Regions from separate parts of the Xenopus tropicalis genome. Here region 2 is linked to region 1. Evidence: chromatin contacts called from public Hi-C data. All regions are on one chromosome and are shown on one strand. The core of a region is the stretch at or near the end of the contact, and the rest is flanking DNA. Distances in the headings are between cores, read along the strand shown.

Evidence for each region. Hi-C and Micro-C count contacts between places; a contact is called where the count stands out from the background.
Region 2: a Hi-C map of neurula embryo shows a contact between it and region 1, with 2.1 times the contacts expected there. The contact joins the promoter of znf238.2 here to the enhancer-like site in region 1. A contact is called at or near these places in 4 of 5 Hi-C or Micro-C datasets (brain, gastrula embryo, neurula embryo and 1 more).

The regions. Positions count from the first base shown.
Region 1 is chr8:99,700,027-99,703,979 of UCB_Xtro_10.0, reverse strand. All of the region lies in intron 2 of akt1 (RAC-alpha serine/threonine-protein kinase), which reads left to right. Among named protein-coding and RNA genes, the nearest start is that of akt1, 51 kb to the left of the region's middle. Within about 2 kb of position 1,924, at least 4 of the 11 cell types and tissues checked have an H3K27ac peak or open chromatin away from gene starts, as enhancers often do. A contact at or near this core is called in neurula embryo, where this site is marked.
Region 2 is chr8:99,774,401-99,778,395 of UCB_Xtro_10.0, reverse strand. It overlaps znf238.2 (zinc finger and BTB domain-containing protein 42), which reads right to left and starts at 2,605. Exons shown (of 2, transcript XM_002940716.5): 1 at 2,133-2,605. The coding sequence starts at 2,205.

The DNA.
Region 1 (3,953 bases), core at 675-3,174:
CTTTTTGTAATTGAATGTGGCCTACAGGCAGGTTAATTGGCTCCTGAACCCTGGTGTGTTGTGTGAATGTGATAGGCACCTTAAGGTGGCCATACACGGGCCGATTGTAGCTGCTGATATCGGTCCCTTAGACCGATTTGGCAGCTTATAGACTCATGTAGGGGCACAAATGTCAGGTCTGCCCAACCGACATCTGGCCTGAAATCGGGCAGATATCAATCGGGCAGATATCAATCGGGCAGATATCAATCGGGCAGGTTAAAAAATTTAATCGGATCAGGGACCACATTGGCTTGTTGATGCAGTCCCCAAACCGATTGCGCCTATTACAGGTGTTCTAATGCGATGGTTTGGCCCCAGGGACAAACGACCGAATTAGCCTGAATTTGCCCGATATCGCCCACCCATAGGTGGGGGATATCGGAAGAAGGTCCGCTTGCTTGGCGACCTTGCCAGGTGAGCGGATCTTAATTTGTATGGCCACCTTTAGGGCTCTGGTACACGGGGAGATTAGTCGCCCGCGGCAAAACTCCCTGCTCGCGGGCGACTAATCTCCCCGAGTTGCCTTCCCTCTGCCATCCCACCGGCGAACATGTAAGTCGCCGGCGGGATGGCAGACGCGGCGGCGCGATTTCGGGAAATCGCCGAAAAAGACTCGCGAGTCTTTTTCGGCGATTTGCGCGAAATCGCGCCGCCGCGTCTGCCATCCCGCCGGCGACTTACATGTTCGCCGGTGGGATGGCAGAGGGAAGGCAACTCGGGGAGATTAGTCGCCCGCGAGCAGGGAGTTTTGCCGCGGGCGACTAATCTCCCCGTGTACCAGAGCCCTTAGACTGTAAGCTTCACTGGGGCAGACACTAAGGAACAATACATGTGTACAGGGCTGCCTAAATTGTATCTGCATAATCTGCAAAAACTTCAGTGAAGTCAGCTTTGTGATCAGAACTGTCCCGTAGAATAGGAAAGCACTGAAAGTGCCCTTCTATCTCCCTAATGAACTGAGGAAAAGTTCCACACTCGCTGCTTTATGGCTGCTGTACATATACAGTATAATCACTGTTTATGTTTTTAGTGCCATTTCTCAGATCAGCCTGGGTGTTTTTGAACATGCAAAGTGCCCTCCAACAGTGTCAGACTGCGAGGGTGTGGCGGGGGTTCGCTAATAGTGTGCTGCTGTAACAAGCAAGTAGCAGTTGGTAAATAAAGATGGATATTCTTTTGTTCTGCAGGAGCTTGCTGCTCGTTATACTTCACTTACCCAGTGCGCTTCCCAGAGAGTGGCAGCTGTTTTTTGTGTAAGGCACTCTGTCAGGGCCAGACAGCTCCTGATTGTCGAAGGCATTGTTGGTTTGGGGGGGGGGGGGTGCATTCTTGTTAAATTCTCGGTAGGATTAACTTTTTAGTGTGCCAAGAGGGCAGCAGCGTCTCTCAAGCCCTGTACCCTCGAAAAACATATATTCGTTTAGCTTTCCACGTGATACTCAAATCATAAAAGGGTGTGTTTTTGTGTACTGCAAATAGTTTCTGCCTCTGGTGTGCAGAAGGGAATCTGCCCTTGTTGAGATGCAATACACATCCACAACAAACACAGCAAGTGTGTTTGTCATTTCAACAAACTTTAGTAAATTCACCTTCTTCTTTCTGATGCAGCATGAAAACTTTTTGCTAAGGTGCTGGTGCCATTTGTAGGGCAGTTTTGCTTGGATCTATTTTGTGTGTGAATTTATTTGCAGCGTAATCTGAAAACTGTAACGGGCAGAAAAGTGGAGACCTAAACTGTGTAAATGTGATACTCTAACAGGAAGGATCCCGAAAGATAACTGACGTTAGAAAAAAGGATCAAGTCTAACAAAGACTGCCTTGTTCTGGGAGGTTTTCATCTCTGTAATCTCCGTCGTGCTCATTGTGAGGCCCTTTCTCCTCAAAGCCTTTAGGGTATTTTCTTCCCTTAATGAATAGGGATCTTAAGTGATGATATGAAATCCCCCCCGCCAGTCTACCACGAGATGCCCACTGCTAGGTTTGGTCCTGTACTTCAGTTATATCTGTAAGCCTTACTTACAATGTCACGATGAATAATGTTTCTTTAAAGGGGCGAGCAAAGCATGTGGTTTATTAGTTCATGTAGAATAGTTTTTTTTTGTTTTTTTGTTCCTATGTTCTTTAGTATATGTTTTCTTCAAACAAATCTTTCTGTATGTTACCTAATATTTCCTCTTTTAGAGGCCACTGAAATTCATGAGCTGCTCAGTGACATTGGGGTGAGAAATCCATGGGCTATGGAAACATTTTTTTTTTAATTAAGAGTAATCATCCATAGAAGGAACATTGTTACTATTATGATAGGGTTTGGGTTTTTTTCTGTAGTGATTCATTTCTCTCACAGCAGAATATTGTTGCTTGGCTATTAAATCTGTTCCTCAGATTAGCAAATTGCCTATAGTTGTGCAAAGTACTTGCATTGCAAAATGTAAATGAAAAAGTTCTCCATATGTCACTGTGAAAAATGACAACGGCAAAAATAATACATTGGACATCTGCTCAAAGTCTTACATTTGCTATGCTTTTAAGGATCAGATGTTGCAAAGCCCAAAGTGTGTTATTTATCTCTGGATATGACTTTCATTGATGGGGCACGTTAGAATGGCAAACCTATTTAAATACATTTATTTGAAAATCTTTAGATTCTTATTAATCCAAGCAACAGAAGCAAGTAGCATTCAATCTGTAATACTCAAACCACCACCTGCATAAAATTGTGTCTGTTAGCATCTCAGTGGTGTGAAGCATGCGGCCCCCCAGCTGTTCCAGAACTTTTGGTCCACGGGGGTTGGGAAATCTGTCACCTCCAGCCCATTGCTCTCCAATAAGCAGCTGGGTAGTTGTTTGCTAAACAGCAGCCATACTAGGATTCTATGGATCCATGCCCTCACCCCATTTGTTAGTTAGGAATATAAAGTGAATGCTTCAGTAATGGTCTGGGACCAAGCATGTCTGCCAGTGAAAAAAAACAATATTCTAGGGAAGGGGAGAACTGGAAAACTGTTTAGCAAATATTTTTTTCCACCACCAAAGTTGTGGCATAACTTGAATGCAGAGAGTACACATAAATAATCACAATTTGGGATTATGCCATGTTTAAAAGCGGTTAAGGTCAATCACAGCTTAATAAAAAATTTGCAGTTATGTTTGCACATTAACTATATCCGTCTTGGATAGCTTTATAAATATAAACATGTGCAGGGCAAGTTTGTGCACAGTGTGACTCATTCTGCACTGCACATCATTTATAAATAAGCCCTATTGTGATATTGTAGAACAGGAATCCCCAACGTTTTTTACCTGTGAGCAACATTTCAATGAAAAAAAAGCTGGGGAGCAACACAAGCACAAACACCTTCCTAGTAGGTGACAATAAGGACTCAGATTGTTAATTAGTAGCCCTATGTGGACTGGCAGACTACTAGAGGCTCTGTTTAGCAGTACACGTGGTATTTATGCCTCCAAAACTTGCCTTCAAGCCAGAAATTCAGTAATGGGCACCACCTTTTAGGCCACTGGGAGCAACATCAAAGGGGGCGGTGAGCAACATGATGCTCATAAGTCACTGGTTGGGGATCACTGTTCTAGAATCATCATATTCAGTATTGATAGATTTGTGGATAAGGAACTTTCCTTTGTTTATCTAGATTTGCAATACAGGCAAAAAAAACTTGCACTTGTTTGGTATATCTGCTGCATGTGATGTAGTTGTTGAGGTGGATGCACCAGAATATATGTTGCCAATAATGCCATTTGTGCACAATTCAGTTTCTGCACTTAAAAGTACCTATAGGTGCAATGGACAGTTGAAAACCTTGCATTACCTCCTGCCCCAAGGTAGAAATACAGAAGCGGGCATATACTGGCCTGTGCCACAAGTATAGAAAAGTACATGTATGCACAGGACTGGG
Region 2 (3,995 bases), core at 1,356-3,855, 74 kb before region 1:
AGTTGTATTTTGTAACAAGCCTCCCCATCTCCCCATCCAAACTGCACCTGCCCGAAACTGGAATAACTTGATTTTAAATAAACAAAAGCTTCCAAGAAGCAGTTTCTAAGCTTTGTCCCTTTCGGTCAGTGTAACTGAGCTCAAGCCAGTAAGTAGTTATGGAAACACGGGCTGTTAAACACAAGGCTTGGCTGCTGTTTAAACTTTAGATTGCCTCTTATGTATTAATGTAATACATTGTATCTATAAAGGAAATAGTCATTAAAGTAAGAAGATAAACACTGCTCCAGCAAAGGATACTATTTTGCAAAGCACAAAATAAAAACATAATCCCCCCCCCCCGATTAATGATAAAAAAAAAAGTTTATAATAAAACCAAAGCGCAGAGCACCCGATTCTTACACACCTGTATATTAAAGTTTAAAACCTCCATTTAAAGTTTGTTTGTTTTTTGTTTACTAAAATAAACCTTTAAAAAATGAAGGTGAAAAAGTTCTTACAAGCAGCAGAGTGATCCTGTTTGTTTCATCACAATCTTACCTTCCCCCCCTGCAACAAAGGGATGGAACAGTTCATGGGATATGCCCCAGAGACCTTTCAAGTGAGGCAGCTTTCTTCTAAATCATTGCCTGAGAGCTTGTGGTATTACAAGGTCTCCAGCAGACAGTGAGAGAGCAGCAGCAGCAGCGGTGGTGGTGGCAGTAGCAGCAGAGTGTGTCAGTGTGAGAGTGTATGGGAGAGAGGAGGAGGAGGAGGCAGGGAGGAGTGCTCAGTTTGCTAATTACACTGCAAGCTGGAGAGTCAGCTGCTCTGACTTCACTGCGATGGAAATGCTACCTCCAGCTGTGCTCCTTTTAATGCCATATGTTACTCCAAATCTAGCTACCAGCCAACCACGCCGCTTGCTGCCTTTTAAAGTTCCAACAGCCCCATTTATAGTCATCTATTACATAGGTGCAAGTGCTGCTCGGGGTTGGAAAGGGCACTGTGCCCCAACTAAGTTTAGGAACTCCAGAGCAGGTACAGGTGCACACAGCAGCACCCTTAGGTGAGAGGCGCTAAATGTGTTGCCCTCCAGGAGGGCAGTGTGGAACAATATTCAGCTTTTCCACATATCTTAGGGACTGGATACCTGCAACTTTTTTTTTTCTACAATTTAGTTGTGTTAGCAAATAACAGCAGCTGCAGATAACCTCTGGTTTGCAACAGTCATCAGACAAAAGGTGTGTGTCAGCTATATAAATATATATACATAGCAGTCTGTCTGATTTAGGGAGGGCCAACCTGCTGTCCCCCAGCTGTTGTTGCACTAGAACTCCCTAAAGCCCCTGCAAAAATCTAAAAATTATAAGCATGGGCCAAACTGCAGCTCTTTTGATCAACTACAACAGGCACTTGTCCCATGACAACACATGCCATGTATAAAATATATCTAGGTTTTCAGCAGTTGTAGTTCAACAGCTGGGGGACGGGGGTCGGTCATCACTAGTCTAATCTATGTACTTAGCTCCACTGGCTTCTGTCTTGCAGACAATTTAAAGATCAATACATTCCCCAGGATTTTAGCAGGGTCAGGCAGGGTTGCCATTCCGGTTTCTTTTCTCTGTGAGTATATTAACCCTGTGACTTTTACTATGGAAAAAATCCTATCTCCTTGCCGGTAAGCTATATCGGTACGACCCGTTTGTCCCCGGGAGCCAGTAAGACGGGGGGAGTCGCGATCCAGTGCCGCCGGTGTGACCTTTGCTGCGAGTTCCCGGCCTGCAGGTTCCAGGCAGAGCAGGTTGCGCGGAGTTTAAGGAAGTGCAGCTGCGATGATTATAATTATATCTGCAACCGGCAGCACTTTCTCTTCGATTTCTATTGCTTCACTGCTAGTTCTGACCTACGAATTCCCAGTGTAGCTTAACTTAAGCCGGCGATCTCTTCACCCGGCTCCCAAACTCCTGTGTGCGGATAAAAACTCGCAGGGAGAGCAGGGTGAGGGATCCCATACACGACTCAGGGCGCCCCACTCTCAGTAATATAGAGGGTGGTCGTGGGCAGAAGAAACTTGTGCCAGCCCGAGCACAGAACCCACCTAAACGCCCACTAACCCTACTGGCAGGGCGGACAGAGAATGGCATACTCACAGGCTGCGCTGGGGGCCCCGGGAGCTGCTGGCTGCTTCAGTGCCCAGAGTTTGTGGGAATCCTGCGGCTTCATGGATCTCCCCAGATGTTGTTGCTGCTGCCGGTGTCACCGCGACTGCAGCGCTGCCTCCCCCAGTGTGTGGCTGTGTTAGTTGCAGCCTAGCAGCGCTCTGTTTGTTGGGAGCAGGTTGGTAAGAGGACGCTCTCGCGATAGTCCAGGACACAATAGTTGCAAATTGCTCCAGGGCTGTGTCTCCCCTTTCCCAGGGCTCAGGTTGTGTGAGTGTGTGTGAGAGAGAGATGCGTGTGTGCGCGTCTCGCTGGTGTCTGTGCGCAGCGCCTGGCACTGGCCACAGTCCCCTGCACCCCTCCTCCCCTCTCCAGGCAGCAATGGGAAGTGTTAGCACCGCTGCTGGGAACCAATGGGAGAGGCGACTGCTGCAGCTGTGCCCTTCTCACATAAACAGGCTGCTCCTGTTAGAATGCGCCGCTCAGCAAGCACTGGCCACTGCTCTTCCTAAAATGGGACTCCTGGCCAGATTTCTATTGACATTGTGCAGTCAAACAGATGTACAGCTGCACACACTATTTTTAGAGGGCAGCCTGGGGGCTAACTGATTGTCTTGGCCCAAATACTCTACTTATATTAGGCCTTAGAAATATATATAGATGGTTATATATACATAATATGCATGTAAAGACGAGTGCCCCCTCAGAACACATATAGTAAATGTAGAAATAGATATAGACACAATTTAAAAGGTTAGCAGAGATTTGTCTAAAAAGTCATAAAATACAATAATTAGGTAAGCTGCACTTTTTGCCTAGTGATTGCCTATTACTTGCTTCACATGCATGTCTGCTATTATTTTAACGGATTCACCAGTTCCATTTACTCCTAGCCCTTGTGCTAGCCAATCAGTGTAATATTGACATTGTTTCCTCTGATATTCTGAAAAAATGACATGATCAAACACGGTACAAGTGTTATATGTGTGCTATATGTGAGGGATTATAGCATTTTTTAGAGAGAAATCCCATTGAGGGCTGCTCGTAAAAGAGGGTAGACCTCAGCTGCTTCAGAAAATCTTAGGAACCAGCTGTCAGTCACCTTTTTCATGAAGTGACCCTGCTTAACAGCTGTGCTTCCCAAGGGACCCTGCAGCTGCCACAGGCTTTCTCACAACTTGGATATTGTTATGTGACCTCCCTTGGTGGCCTCGGTCATTAAAATTACACAGTCTAAGAGCACAACTGTCACCTAAGGACAGCCTGTTCTTCTCTGTACTCAATAACTGCTACAGTCTTTAATCTAAAGGGCACACACCAAATGGGATAATACCTGGGTGTCGAGTTGTGGTTCTGCAACAAACGGACCAAAGATTATACCAGCACTCAGGGTTTTGTGAAAAAAATCCAAACATTTTTTATTGGTAGATAAGCACACACAGATGAGCACTCCAACAAACACTTACAAGATGCCCTGGTACAAGTTAACAATGGTATACATTGCAGCAGAGCACTCATTGGGAATAGATCACAAAATTCTCAAATATTAGTTTTTTTGTTTTTTTTTGTTAATTAAAATGTATTATTTAGTTCTGATGATGCTGTGCTGCATCTATACATAGTAATGATATATAATGAATTCATTTAATTCACCTTGTTTGCAGTTAGATATATGGCATTTTATGAGGCGATTTGTATTAAAACGTGTTTATATGAGTTGCCAAGAGAGTGAATGAGGCTGCAATGCTGTGCCTAGCTTTTTCCACCCAAGGACCAGGCTCTGTAAATCCCTCACATGTGGCTTGTTCAAGATCATGTGACAGTCATAAAAGAAGGCTAACTTGTCTGTGGATA